2 separate regions of the Ovis aries genome follow, and region 1 is linked to region 2. A link is a contact called in public Hi-C data. All regions are on one chromosome and are shown on one strand. Each heading gives the region's core, a stretch centred on a gene start, on an enhancer-like site or on the middle of the called end of the contact. The rest is flanking DNA. Distances are from core to core; before and after follow the strand shown.

Region 1 (7,112 bases), core at 266-2,765, 190 kb before region 2:
GACTAAGAAACAAAACACGGAAATGCTAAGGGCTGAATGCCAGGTAGTGCGGGCCTAGAAGAAATAAAAATAACCCCTAACAGCACAGAGGGAGAAGGCGACGGCACCCCACTCCAGTACTCTTGCCTGAAAAATCCCATGGACGGAAGAGCCAAGTAGGCTGCAGTCCATGGGGTCGCTAAGAGTCGGACACGACTGAGCGATTTCACTTTTACGCATTGTAGAAGGAAATGGCAACCCCACTCCAGTGTTCTTGCCTGGAGAATCCCAGGGACGCGGGAGCCTGGTGGGCTGCCGTCAATGGGGTCGCACAGAGTCGTACACGACTGAAGCGACTTAGCACCAGCAGCAGCAACAGCACAGAATCCTTCCGAAGGAATCACCTGTCTTATTTTCTTACATCGCTTTTTGGCCTCTCCACACACCCCAATTTCCCGCTCTCTAACTCCTTTTCTTCCCTTACGGGGACAGGTCAGGCAGGTAGTCCAGTGCAGCTGCTCTGATTGGTCGGCGATGATTTCATTGTTAGGGAACATCCGGGCCTTTCTCCTCCCCGCACCACCTCCCCCAGAGCCCTGCCTTCTGAGTTTCCCTCTCCCGCGTGCGCCCCACCCGCTGGCTAAAGCAAAACAACCGCCTCTCCTTGGATCGCTTCTTGCCCTCGCCTGCGCCATCCTTCTCGTCTCTACGTCTAAGAGAGGCGTTTATATCTTCCAATGAGGGCCTAGTAGGACTTTGTTTGCCAATCAGCAGCGAACCCCCTGCAATTCCGGGTGGGACTAGGCCTCCACACCTATAATTGGACAGCCCATTGGCTCCTTTATGGCGTTTGGTTTTACGCAAGGCTTAGAGGTCAAAAATAAAGGGGCACGGTCTTCACAGAACGAAAAGGCTCCTCACAGACTCTCTAGGTTTGACCGTTTTGGAGGACTAGCCAATCGCTTTTCGAATACTTCCCCGCCTTTTGCGCGTTTATTTAAAAAAAGCCGGTGTGACGGACTTGGAAATTGGTTCCGTGACAGACATGTAAAGAAAGCCAATGATTGAAAGTTCGGGCCACCATTTGGACCAATAACAAAAGAGAATCGCTAGGGTCTGGGCTCTGAGAGGCAGAGCGCAGGTGGGCGTTACTTGATTGACGACGGTCTCTACTTATGTCTGTTAGGGTGGGTTGGTCCCTGATATCTGCGCGGCATAGCAGAGGCGGGGCTGAATGAAGTAAAGGGTAATGATGGGTTGGGTCTCACTCAGTGGGCGGTGTTTGATGGATAGCTGACCTTGCCAATTGAAAATGGTCACTTGTGTCCAATGGGAAACTAAGAGCCCAAGGGCGGGGCCTTGTGGGCGGGGAAAACTAAGGACGGAGCTACTGGGGCTGCCGGACTGGGAGGGCGGTGATTGACGGGCCGGCCAACCAACCGGCTTCAGTGAGAGGCCGCGTGGCGTCCCAATGGGTGGGAATGGGGGCGGGGCTCTCCGAGGGGCGGGGAAGGACAGGGTGCGGGGAGGGCGTTGCAGAAGGAGCGGAGCGGCTGCTGCTCAATGGCGGAAAAGCCGCCGGTGCTCTGACCGCCTCGTCCCCCTAGCAGTTGCGGGGGAGTTTCCTGCCGGCGCGGCTGGAGTCTCTGTTTCTCAGGGTTAGGTGGCTGGAAGATGCTCCAGAGAGACGAGGCTGCGGCGGAGGAGGTGGCGGCGGCCGAATCGGCAGCGGCGCTAGGGTGGAAAGAAGGCGGCAGCGGCGGCGGCGGCGGCGTGCGGGGCCCGAGGGTGTAAACAGCCCCGGAGGCGGCGGAGGCGGTGGCCAAGACCCCGAGCGGGAAGCGGCGGCTGAGGCAGGGTCGCGCCTCCGTTGGAAGCCTGGGCTGAGTGCAGCAGGGGGGCTCTGCGGCGGTCGCGAGCGGACGCCCTAGACCTCGCCTCCCTCCCTCGCCCCAGGTAAGGCCGCTGGGCGACCCGGCGAAGGGGAAGCGGCTCGCGGGCACCGCGGAGGCCCCGGACCGTTTTCGGGGTGCCGCCGAGCCTCGGCTGGGATCTCTGCCCTCTAATCCTCGCCTCTTTTCTTGGGCCGCGGAGCCCGGAGGAGCGGTACGCCGGGCCTGGCTCCTGGCTAGGCCCCTTCCCCGCCGCCTCCGCGCTCGGCCGAGGTTGGGAGAGGCTCGGGGCCGGGAATTTTAGTTTGCTTCAACGTCTGAAAGTAAACTGCTTGTTCTTGTTCTCTGCGAGCATCTCTATCATCTGAAAGCACTGGGGCTACTCCAGGCCTTAACTCGTTCCGTCCTGGTGCATGCCTATATGAAAACACTACCTTTTCCCATTTGTTTCCTTATTAGCTTCTGCCCTCTGCGCTCCACTTCACTTCCTTGTTAAATCTTCTTTCTCGCTCTTCTATTTCTGCGTCTCATCACCTTCTTTTTCCTTAGTGACTTTAAATCGTTTCTCTTTCTCTTCTCAGCCGACTCCGGGCTTCCTTCCTTGCCCTTCCGAGCAGTCCTTTTCGGATGTCTGTCTTTTTACAGTGAAGCTACTATCGTCAGTATTCCAAATCCACCAGAGGCCCATTAAGAATAGACTCACCAGTTTGAAGCGGCAGATCAGTTTTTTGATTAACTGAGCCTGTCCGTTTTAAAAAATTGTGTTATTAAATGCAGAGTGTGGAAATAGCCCTGAAGTTATTTTAAAAATGAAGAGCTCAGTGAGTGTTGTAAGAGTTATTTCATTTTTCAAGTTGCATGACCTCCAATGTCAGATTGACTAGCTCTAGAACATTTGCCCATTTTAAGCGTTTAATAGCGACCCACATTCATCAGTATTCAAGTTGGCTTAAAAACAACTTGGAAACTTTAGAAAGAAGACATAACAACAACTAGGAAGCTGTTTTGATGAAGGCACTGCTAACTACCTTTTAAAACAGGCTCCACATGTTTAATGTATCAAAATAAAGTTGGCGGGAGTCTTGTAAAAAGGATTATTTAGGAATTTGAGTAGTCTCAGTGTTATGTAGCTATTTTAGGAGAAACATTCTTTTTCGGTTAACAATCGTTTACAACTCCTGTGATGTGAGAATTACCGAGGTTTATTGCGGGATTAACACAGGAACTCATTTTATTTGCGCTACTGCGTGGATGCAGAAGTGGTAAATTGTTCAGGGTAGATAGTGCAAGCCAGTATGTTCCAGTGGATGGAAAAGTATGCCACCAACACTGAATGCTAATAGACATTATTTCATTTACTTTTTCTGTTGTGCAATAGCAAAGTTATTATTGTTGGCCTACTTTTAAATAGTGCATTTCTAAATAAATAGTGAGGCAGGTTATTCTAATTATTATTATAGTATTTTCCAAGTGTACAGCCTTTTAAAAATATAGCTAAAATTACACTATTGAATAATGGTAATTTATTAAAGGAATAATTTTGTAGGCTTCTTGAACAGACAGTGGTTTCAATAACACTTTTATTTAGTATTTGAACAGATTTTGTTAGTCAACAGATTTTCAGGGATAATCCTGATTTTTACTGTGCTGCTTTCTCTCAGTTGCTTCTTTGTCTATTTTTTTTTAATGGTCGTTTGTGTTTTCTCATCATTTATTTTTGCTCTCATAAAGTCTTACCACAGTTTCTGCAGTGTTTCTTTATGTTGCATTGTCAATATGGAATAGTATTTTTATTATATCTTTCATAACCATTAAGTTTTCCCCAGTTTCTTCGACATTATCCTTTAGATTTATGTTGTGATTCTTCTCTTAGATGTGACCAACAGAGCTTTAAACACCTGTTTTCTTATAGTGGGTGTCTGATTTTCTGTAAAGACTTGAGGAATAAGTGAAAGCCTTTTCAGTTTGTCTGCTAGGTCAGTAAATACTATTTTATGTTAGTAATTCACATGTAATTATCAAACCCCTTAAGAATACATCATTTGAAGAAGTGGGATAGTCTCTAAAATAAGAACACCTCGTTCACAATTTGACAAGGTCAGAAAAAGTGGCTCTCATTGACAGTTTATTTTCTTACATAATTTTCTTATGGAGTCCTTTGAATTAAAATGTGTGGATAGACTTTCGCTTGGCATTTGTGGAAGAGTAGCATTTGCCATTGGATTGTTTAGCAATCATAGTGTTTCATTAAAAATTGGCTGAGCCTGTAATGGAAGAATTTGCACACATGTCCTTGTAGGTGGATTGGTAAACATTTACTACACATGATACTGGGAGTGAATGTTCCCCCTTCACACAGACACAGACACACACTCATTGGTGTTAGTTACACATTTTGTCTACATTATATGAATGTTTGTATACTATGTGTAATTATTTAGAAATATTTTTTGACATCTAACGTAGAAAGTAATAAAATAGTATGATCCTAACTCTACAGTAGTCCTTCATAAGATATTAATAGCATGAATAAAATTAATTTATTAAAATAAAACTCAGTATTTTACTTTTTTGTGAAATATGACTTTCACAGTTCACTGATTTAAGAAGAAGTTAGTTGACAAAAACTGACAGTTTCAGTGTTCTAAGAGTTGTAAGTTTTTCAAATTACAAAATTTTCAGGTAATCCTTGGTTAAAATTATAGGGAGCAGTAAGGATTTGGGGGAATATGGATTTCAATGATTTTTTTCACACTGTAACTGATTCTTTTAATTTTTCCTTAGCTAATTTCAGAATTTGGATTGAAACTGAATACTGAATTTATTTTAGCAACTTTAAAGTTTTATTTTAGAATGTATCATATATTATATCAGAATTGTGAATTAGGAGGATTGATTAATTGGGGATTTGAGATAAGATTCCTGGAAATTGAGAAAACCCCAGAAGTGTAATCTAGATTGCCGTCCACCTTGCTGTCCTGTACTCAAACTTAACAGTCAAGGTAAAATATTGTAGATTGGGACGTATTGATTTTTATACTTTTTGCTTTATCATAAAATTTATAGAATGATAGAGCTTGTCATCAGCTTTTAGCAGCTGACCTCACAAATATAGGTGAAAAAAAAGATACATGGAGTTCAATATCCCTTTCATTTTATTCCTGTTTTAGGTGGTGGTACTTCTTTACATGAAAACATTGATTTAAAATAAAGTAACTTTCAGTGTTTTAAACTAAGTATGCTAATATCTGTGATTAGCCATTTTGAAATCTTTTTTTCAAGTGAAATATTTCTAAGGTGATTTAATCTCCTTGTGTATATTTGACTTGAGTTATACTTTTCAGCGTTTTCTCTGGTTTGTCCCCAAACCACCACCATTTAGAATGATTTGATCAAGTAGTCGAATCAGTGTTATAAAAATAAGTCTTCACTGAATTCTTGCTAAAGTTACAAAACTTTCAAAAGTGTAGTCTGTCTACAGTAGTTTCATTTATCAAATTTTATGATGATTTTGAGATTGAGTTTTTAATATCAACTAGCAACCTAGGAAACAAGTACATATGGTTGCTTATACTTTTTTTTTTTTCAAGTTTTCAGAGTGTTTTACTTGTACCCTTAATAATAGATATAAACATTTTGCTCTGAATTATGGTTAAGTCATGATACAGAGTTTCTCAAGTTTTTTTCTTTTTCTGTAGCTAGCTTCTGACCACACCTTCTATACCGTAACAGATGTACACTTCATAATAACTTATTTAACTTTGGAACCCAGTAGTTTAACAGTCAAGTGTAGCGTTTAACTTCTAATAATTAAACATTTAATTGGTTTGTAACATTTAAAGCATAGTTTGCTAATTTAAAGCTTTTATGACTTAATAAGTGTAATGGTAAACTTATGTGAAAATGGATTCAGAGTTTTCTTTTGGAGTATGTTGAATTATCAAGATTATGTTTATTGGCTTTAAATTGATTTCTTGAAAATTAAAGATCTTAAAGTTTAGAGACATAACACTAGTTGGAATATGTGCTTTGCATCCTTTTGAACAAAAGATCTATTAAAACATGGTCTGAGGTATAGAAGAGAGAGAAACATTGGAAGACTTCTATTTAATATTAAGGAACTTGTCTCACTTTGAGAGATGGGACCGATCACCGGTAGTCATTTAGGAACGGTCAGACCTCTGTCTATCTGGCTCTGTTTTTAATCTCTGTAGAAGGACCTTCACTTCAAAATAGGTGGTAAATGAAAGTGCATTTGTATGAAAAACCTTTTCATGGAAAACTTGTCAAATGTGGTTATGTCATTAGGTATAACTGAATTTGTTATATAAGAAAAAAGCCAGGTGTATAGATTTTGTTTGATAAGTAGTACATACCTGAGAAGTAGATTTGATAAATTTGTGAAGTTCTGAAGGATTTCAAAGCACTTTTGAAAGCTTGAGAGTAATGTGACTGATGATTAAGTATAATGGCATTTTCTTGATGTAGGTATGTATAAGTGTACTCCTAACCTTGAAAAGGGATGGTTATAATAGATATTCTTATAAGTAGGAAAATCTGATAGTGTTCATATAACTCGTGGGTGCTTAAACTTGTCTTGGCAGAGTTTTTCCTTCTTCAGATTAAAACAATACTTGAGTTAACGAACTGGTGTTATCTGTTGAACACAGGTGGCCCTTCTTAGTCTCTTACAAAGAGGAAATAAACTCAAAGCGACTCTAAAAAGATAGAATGTAAGGGAGATAAAATTTAGATATGAGGAGCTTCCTGTTACTTTTGCTTACTTTAGGTTACCAACCCAGTGAGAAGTAAAAAAATTGGCAGAACTTAATAGTATTTAGTCCGTAGGCTGCCCTGCTCTTACGTGTGTGCTCAGTGCTGTCTGACTCTATGCGGCCCCGCGGTCTGCAGCCTGCCAGACTGCTCAGTCCATGGAGTTTTCCAGGCAAGAATACTGGAGTGGGTTGCCATTTTCTACTTTCCAGGCAAGAGGCCCAACAAAATAACAAAATCCTTGCCCGCAGAGATCTTATGTTCTGATAACAAACTCTTCCTTAGTTTACAACTGTGCTCCCTTCATGGGTGACTTGAATTGAGTGGGATTTGGCATGTGTGATGTTTTCTACACTTTGCTTAGAAGCTGTGATTAGAGCTTTACTATTTTTAACAAGAGAGAAGGAAGAGGAGGTTTTCTATAACTGGACGAAAACTGGAATATGAAAAGAGGAAGTAGGAAGGGGG
Region 2 (7,237 bases), core at 2,924-5,423:
AGCTGCTAAGTTGTGTCTGACTCTTTTGTGACCCTACAGACTGTAGCCCTCCAGGCTCTGTCCATGGGATTCCCCAGGCAAGAATGTTGGAGTGGGTTGCCATTTCCTTCTCCAGGTTGTTCCCATAAGAGTAGACAAAGTTGAAACTGAGTGAATGCTTACTTAGCTGTGCACTTTTGACTACAGATCTCTTCACAGCTTCCCCAGGTCCCAGTGATCATAAAGGACAGGGACTACAGCTCTTAGATCACATAATTTCTCACAGAAGGAATGGTTGATGTGTGACATGCAAAAGCCAGACCATTACCAGGTGAAGGAATTATTAAGCCACTGAGGCAGGTTAAAGCTTCCAGACAACAGGGTTCTATGAAAGAGGACTGAAAAGTTGCTTCACGACAAGTAGAGGGAAAAAATAGTCCAACTCCTGCATAGGGTGTGAGCTAATCTTACAGCTGTCACTCTGAGGGTAATTCCTGCCTACTATTTATAAATTGAGACTAAGGATAAAAGCACAAGATAACAAAATGTTCCAGATACAATTCAAAATATAATGATATAAATGTCTAAAATGTGTCCAATAGGTAATATTTTAAAGTTTACCTTTCTCAAGTAGGACATGTGTACAAATACAAACGCAAAGGGTAAAAATGAAATAAAAGACACTGAAAAACTTGAGTAAAAAAGGAAAGTGCTAAACTAAACTAAGATGCTATAAAAAGAAAAATTTGGATGACCGAAATGTAAAGAGCAGAAGTCTAGGACTAAGATTAAAAAGTTGAAAGCAAACAACAATAAAAATGCCCCATAATAAATAAATATGAGCTAATGAAAGAACAAAAATGAAACAAAAAATCACAAGAATTGAGTAAAATAAGATTAAAAAATCATTTTTATAAACAGAAGAAGCTGCTCAAGTGTCTATCAACAGATGAATGGATAAATAAAATATGGTTTATAAAAGAAGTATTATTCAGCCACTAAAAGGAACAAATTTCCCATATATGCTACAATATGGGTGAACTTTGAAAACTATGTAAGTGAAATAAACCAAACACAAAAGGACAAATATTATATAATTCCAATTATATGAATTATCTAACATGGGCAAATTATAGAGACATAAAGTAGGTTAAAGTTTTCCACGGTTCAGGAAAGGCAGGAGTGGGGAATTCTAGGTATATTTTTTTCAGGTGACCACAGGATTTTGGAAATAGTGGTAACAGCTGTTCAACACTGTGATGTAATTAATGTCATGGAATTATACACTTCAAATGGTTAAAATGGAAAATTTTGTTACATATACTCTACTACAATAAAAAAGTCAAAAGAGACTAAAAATATTAGTATGAAACTAGAAATTAAAATACGAAAATAACAAAATATGCTAAAATATTGCAAGAATATCACTCCTAAAGGCCATTTAAGGAACCTAAGGACATAGCAAGTATGCGGTAGGGGAGGTGATGTCAAAGGGGCAACAGCGCCAGCTGCTTAACTCAAATAACTAGGATGAGCACATAACTTGCCAACCTAAGGCACTTCTGGGAGGAAAGGGGACACTGTCAATAACTATAAATGGACAATAGGTGTAGACTGAGACTGTTGGAGGCAACAGAGGAAATGTGCTCATTCTACATACAAGGGCAATAGGTCCTCAAGGTTGAGGTCATGCTTGGGGGCTGGCCAGAGTACAATAGCCCGAAAGCATCTTCTAGAGGAATACAGTGGTCAAGAATGCAAATCCTTTTTTCAATTTTAACAGAGAAGTAGCACAATTAAGTGGTTTTCACTAAAGTTTACTAATTTTGGATTCATAAAACAATCAGCATATTATTAGATTTTATTAAGAGTTATTATAACAGTCCAGGAATTTTAGAAGGCAAATTATACTTTAAGCTGCACTGGTAGCACAGGAAGGAATTCCTAAGGGGAATCATTTTTTATAAATGTACATTTTTACATATTACATTAGAGCTCTATAAATATATATGTATATATTCTTTTATACTTACATATACTACAATTGAGTCTGACCATTAAAAAAATCAAACTAGATTTACTGAAAAAATTAGTAACTGATCTCCTACCCATTCTTTATTTTTAAGCTAAAATTAGTATTTAAGGCCTACACAGAGGTTAATTTAAACAGTCCATACCTTACATAAGAAGTTCCGACTTGGGATGTTTCTTGCTAACTCTGAGATCCTGGGTTTATTCTGCAGACACTTGGTTAGGTGATATTTTTTCAATTTTATTCTATTGAAATAATGATCAGCGAAGTTACAGTGATTCAAGTGCTCTTTCTGCATGCATTTCCCAAGGTGAGGAATACTATACTTCAAGGCTTGGAGAAACAGTTTGCTCTTCTGCTGCATGGTATCAAAGTCCCTGGTTTACGCTCTCTTATGGGCTGCCAGCACATGAATGATTTTCATAGGAATGACTGTACAGCAGTGGGTTCTCAGAGCATCTAAGATCTGCAGCTCTTAACTTTCCCCTTTGGGGCTGTGTACCCCTCAGGTTACAAATAACTGCAGACAGCTGATAACTCAGGTTAAAAGTATTGAAAACTTGTACAAGTTAGTTTCATTCAAGTCATATTTCTTGGCAGATGTGACTTAAATGTCTCTTTAGTAAGGTCAATCTTATCAGGCTCAAACTATGCAGCACTGATTCTGGTACACACATGGGCAAACTAAAAAAAAAAAAACAAAAACGAAAAAACAAAATAAAAATCTGCAATAAATACAAAGACTTAATGGGGGCATCTCAGGAACTCTGAGGGCTTTAAAAGGCAAACCGGCTTTGATTTTACATAATTCAGATCTTATCTTTTATGTGTATTGGGTTGGTCAAAAAGTTCCTTCCAGTTTTTCACAAGATGTTATGGAGAAACCTAAATGAACTTTTCGGCCAACACAATATATGCAGGATGAACTGGAAAAGACTAATTACTGAATAAAGGCAGAGAAGGTATTAGTATTTATTGAGTGTTTCCTACATGCCAGATGCTTTTATATACTTGATCTAATTTAAACTTCATAGGAATCTGATACAGTCGCTATTATGTGGATCTTACAGGTGAGCAAACTGTGGCTCAGGGAGGTTTAAGCAACTACCCCAGGTCACCTCTACAGAAAGTGATAGAGAAATGTCTATCTGCAAATAAAAACAACTGGACTTTGATGTTAAAGCTCTTTAGTTGCAAAAAACACTTCAGGATGCACACAGGAAATGTGATGCCATCTGTCTCCTGTTGGAAAGCCCGTTCTTTTTAACCTATCTAGCAAGGTAAGTAAGGCTAGTGAGTAGTTAAGTCAGAGAAACCTGGGTTCAGGTCTTCACTCCTGCACTTACCACCTGTGCTTAGCTTCCTCCTGTGTAAAACAGAGATAATAACCCCACTAACTATTCTAAGAATGAAACAATAAGTTATGCTTAACCCTTAATCAAGTGCCTGGGACGCAGTAACCACTCAGTAACCCTTGGCTACTATTTTTTGGATAGGAAATATCTAGATATGTTGCACACTGTTGAATGTCATCACGAAAGTCTTCCACAAAATGTTTCTGGGTAGCAAAGGGAAAATACTGCGTCAGCTTTACCACAGCTCGGATCTGCTACGAAGTAGCAAAAATAAAGGAGAGTTGAAGTAGGGAATGAGCAGCCGATAGCAGCAAAAACAAAGAAATTAAGTAAAGTATGAGAAAATAAAAGAAAGGCTCTAAATGACTACATCCCTGCCGGCAGCCTCCATCCATCCATCTTCCACCCGCAGGGAGAAGACAGCCGGTTAACGATGGGGGTAGGGCAGACACACGGGCGTTCCTGGGAGAACCTATTCGTTTTTCCTGTGCATCCGAGGCGAGAGAGTGGTACCATGTGTCACGCAGTTAAGTGACATCGGTCAAAAAGCTAGGACTAAAGGACTGAGGGATGGCTGGATGGGGAGAGGAAGAGGTGAAGGGACGAGACCCCCCAGCCTACGCCCCCCAATACGTACGCAAATTGAAAATCAGCCTGGCTCTAGATACCGAAACGAGTAAAGGCACGCCCAGAGGACCCGAACCTCTCAGGAAGGAGTGCAGCTGTCACCTCGACCGCGTCCTGCCGAAGACTGCGTTCTGCAGCTAGCAGAACCACTGCCTACCCAGTGTCGCCGAGAGCTAGTTTGCAGCACGCGTTCTACGTAACCCCCAACTAGCACGCGCTCTAAGCAGATTCCACCATCTTTATTGTGGTCAGGAGTGGATTTTTCTCCTTCTGAGATCATTATTGCTCAAAATACAAATCTTTTGGATCTTTGCTAGTCTTCAGAACTCGAACTGAAACAGGAGAGAGGAGAACAAAAAGGGGCAGGGTCGCGCTAGATCTGCCACAGTTCTCGCACCCTCTGGTCTGCCCTCACTCAAGATGGCCACCAGCAAAATGGTGCAGTGACGAGAGTCGCGCTGCCCTGGTTGCTAAGGAGACGCGACTACCGGAAATGCGGCATTCGGGGAGGGCTCGGGAGCTAGGGCAGAGGGAGGGAGGCCTGGCGTCACAGGTCCTGACTGGGAAGAAGTAGGCAGGTCCTGGCAGGGGAGAGCTGTGGCGGCGGGATCTCAGGTATAAGAGGCTCTAGCGGAATGGAATCTCAAGTCTCTGACGCCGCCGCCGGTCAAGCAGAGCAGACGGCAGGCGAGGGCCAGGCAAACAGCGGCGCCGCTCCGGGATCCGCAGCCTCGGCGCCGTTGGGTGCCGCCCGGTGGAAGCTCCTGCGGCAGGTAAGGGAGAGCTCTCTTAATTCACTATTGCCTCTGGCCACTCCCCTCGCAAGCTATCTGTAGCTCCTCTTCCCTTGGAAGCTCGGGGAGTTCCCTCACAATTTTATCAGGAGCCGCCTGAGGAGCGCCCCCTTGGTTCACCTACGGGTCCCACCAAAAAGGGAGGCATCAGGTGGCATCGGTAGGGAGGGGGCAGCCAGAGCTGAGTCCTGGGAAACTCCGAACTAAGTAGAAGATTCCTTCCTAGACATTAGTCTGCATCTGAGGGACTTTTCTTCTTGCCCGCCAGCAGGGTTGGTGGAACCGCCGCTCCGCAGCCCATACTGCCCTTTTCTGCTTCCGTTTTACTTTCTTCCCCTGGTTTCTTCTCCTTGCTTCTTAACTCCCAGCCTGTTTCTAGCCCCAAATCTGGCCCCTCTTTTGGTGATCAGCGTGGTTGACTGTGTAGGGACTGTGGCGTTGCACGTGTTGCTTCGGTTTCTTCCGTGGAGCTGAGAGCCAAGGGAGTTGTAAGAGCTGCCCCCGCCCACCCCTTCTCTTCCACGCGATAGTTACTTGTTTATCTTGTGGTTTGAAGTGATCAGTGAAATCCTTGCGTCTCTGTATGTTGTTTACTGGCGATTATCTTTTAGCACTTCGAAGATGCCACTGTTGCGGGTAACTTCAGTGGTGTGCCAGTTGGAAAATTTTCTTATTTGACATCACTGACACTCCTTGCCAAAGTGCTTGAAGTGAAATCTGTTGTTGATACCTCAATGTTATGCTTCTGCCTGGGGTTTCCTGCTGAAACCTTTATTCAGTGGGACACTTTGCGTTTCTGATTTGTATTTTGAGAAGAGTTTCTCAGCTACTGCCACTTTATTTGATATTGTGTGTTTAGTATTTTGGGGGTTACTTTGTTTGCAGTTGTCGGGAGTCGTCTTTTCATACTGTGGCATTACAGTGCTGTCATGACACAAAGACCTTTTCTTTGCTGACACATTGACAGCCCTTGCAGAGCATTCATGATCTGGTTTTGCTATTAGTGTTACAGATGGTATTATAGGATAATAAAATACATGTCCTTATAGATCATTATTGTAGGAACTTTCTGTAGTGAAGTAAACAAAGTTGAATTATCAAAATAGTAAATTAAGGCTTTAAATTGATCAATCAAACCTTATTATGATGACAAGTGATTCTTAGTAAAAACTCGAGTTGACCATCATTTATATTCATTCTGAGTTGCTGTCTACTTTAGCATAAAAGTGAGTTTTAGCCATGGCTGCCATTTGAACTCCCCTCACGCTTTGAAATTTAATGTTTTGGTATATTTGTGCTCACTGCTTAGAGTCTTTCTATCATCTTCTCTACTTAATAAATGACTGTTCATCCTTCAGACCTCTGTGTCAATCGCCTCTTATGTGACGCCTCTGCTGACTCCTATGGGCTGAGTTAGACCCATAGGTGACTCTATGCGTAACCCCCTTTCACACTATTTTAAGACCATTTGATTAGAATCCATCTTTCTCATGAGAATAGGAATTCTCCTCGGGGAATGATGTTATTTTATTAACCTCCATCTTCTGCACAGGGCCTGGGTAGTTAATTTTTAGTAGATAACTGTTATGTGTTGTGGAAAGCCTGAAAATAAGGACAGCCTTTAAGTGGCCCACAGGATCTTATCCTCAGTGTATTGTATCAGAGAGCTATCACTGAGTAACAAATAACCACACCATCAGATATTAATACATACATGTACTGTTGTATGCAATGCCATTACATACATCACATACTGTTGCGTACAACAGTGAGCGTTTATTCTGTTTGTGGGCCACTGACAGGCTGCGATCAGCTGAGTGGCTCTAGGCTGCATGCTTGGTCCACATGCCTCTAATCCTGAGATGAGTTAGCTAACATGTTTTCATGGTGATGACAGAGGTATAAGAGAGCAAATGCAACCACTGAAACATATTAATATTTTAAATATTTACTAATATCCTGTTGGTCAAAATAAGAATCTTAGTCAACGGGGCAGAAAAAAAAATTTTTTTTTTTCCTTGGAGAGGGCAGGGGAGAAAGTGAATTTTTTTCTGTAATAACTGAATCTGCCATGTGTTTTAAACATTTTCAGGCTCTTTGTAAATATGTTTCAAGTGAGCAGACCATTTGTATCTTATGAGCATTCAGAACTGGAAAACTGAGAAATCTGAACAATACTAGAGATATGAATTATTTTTCCCTTTCTTATGGGACATCTTCATGACATCAGCTTCAGTCAGTCAGTTCAGTCGCTCAGTCATGTCCGACTCTTTGTGACCCCATGAACCGCCGCACGCCAGGCCTCCTTGTCCCTCACCAACTCCTGGAGTTCACCCAAACCCATGTCCATCGAGTCGGTGACAACCATCTAACCATCTCATCCTCTGTCATCCCCTTCTCCTCCTGCCCTCAATCTTTCCCAGCATCAGGGTCTTTTCCAATGAGTCAGC

The links. Hi-C and Micro-C count contacts between places; a contact is called where the count stands out from the background.
Region 1: a contact with region 2 is called in a Hi-C map of muscle, with 6 times the contacts expected there. The contact joins the promoter of PPM1B here to the promoter of PREPL in region 2. A contact is called at or near these places in 2 of 16 Hi-C or Micro-C datasets (blood and muscle).

What each region holds. Positions count from the first base shown.
Region 1 is chr3:80,148,116-80,155,227 of ARS-UI_Ramb_v3.0, reverse strand. PPM1B (protein phosphatase, Mg2+/Mn2+ dependent 1B) reads left to right here and starts at 1,515. Exons shown (of 5, transcript XM_042246234.2): 1 at 1,515-1,935.
Region 2 is chr3:79,964,229-79,971,465 of ARS-UI_Ramb_v3.0, reverse strand. It overlaps PREPL (prolyl endopeptidase like), which reads right to left and starts at 4,173. Exons shown (of 15, transcript XM_060412217.1): 1 at 4,070-4,173; 2 at 2,157-2,695. The coding sequence starts at 2,375. It overlaps CAMKMT (calmodulin-lysine N-methyltransferase), which reads left to right and starts at 4,556. Exons shown (of 11, transcript XM_027966883.3): 1 at 4,556-4,766. The coding sequence starts at 4,629.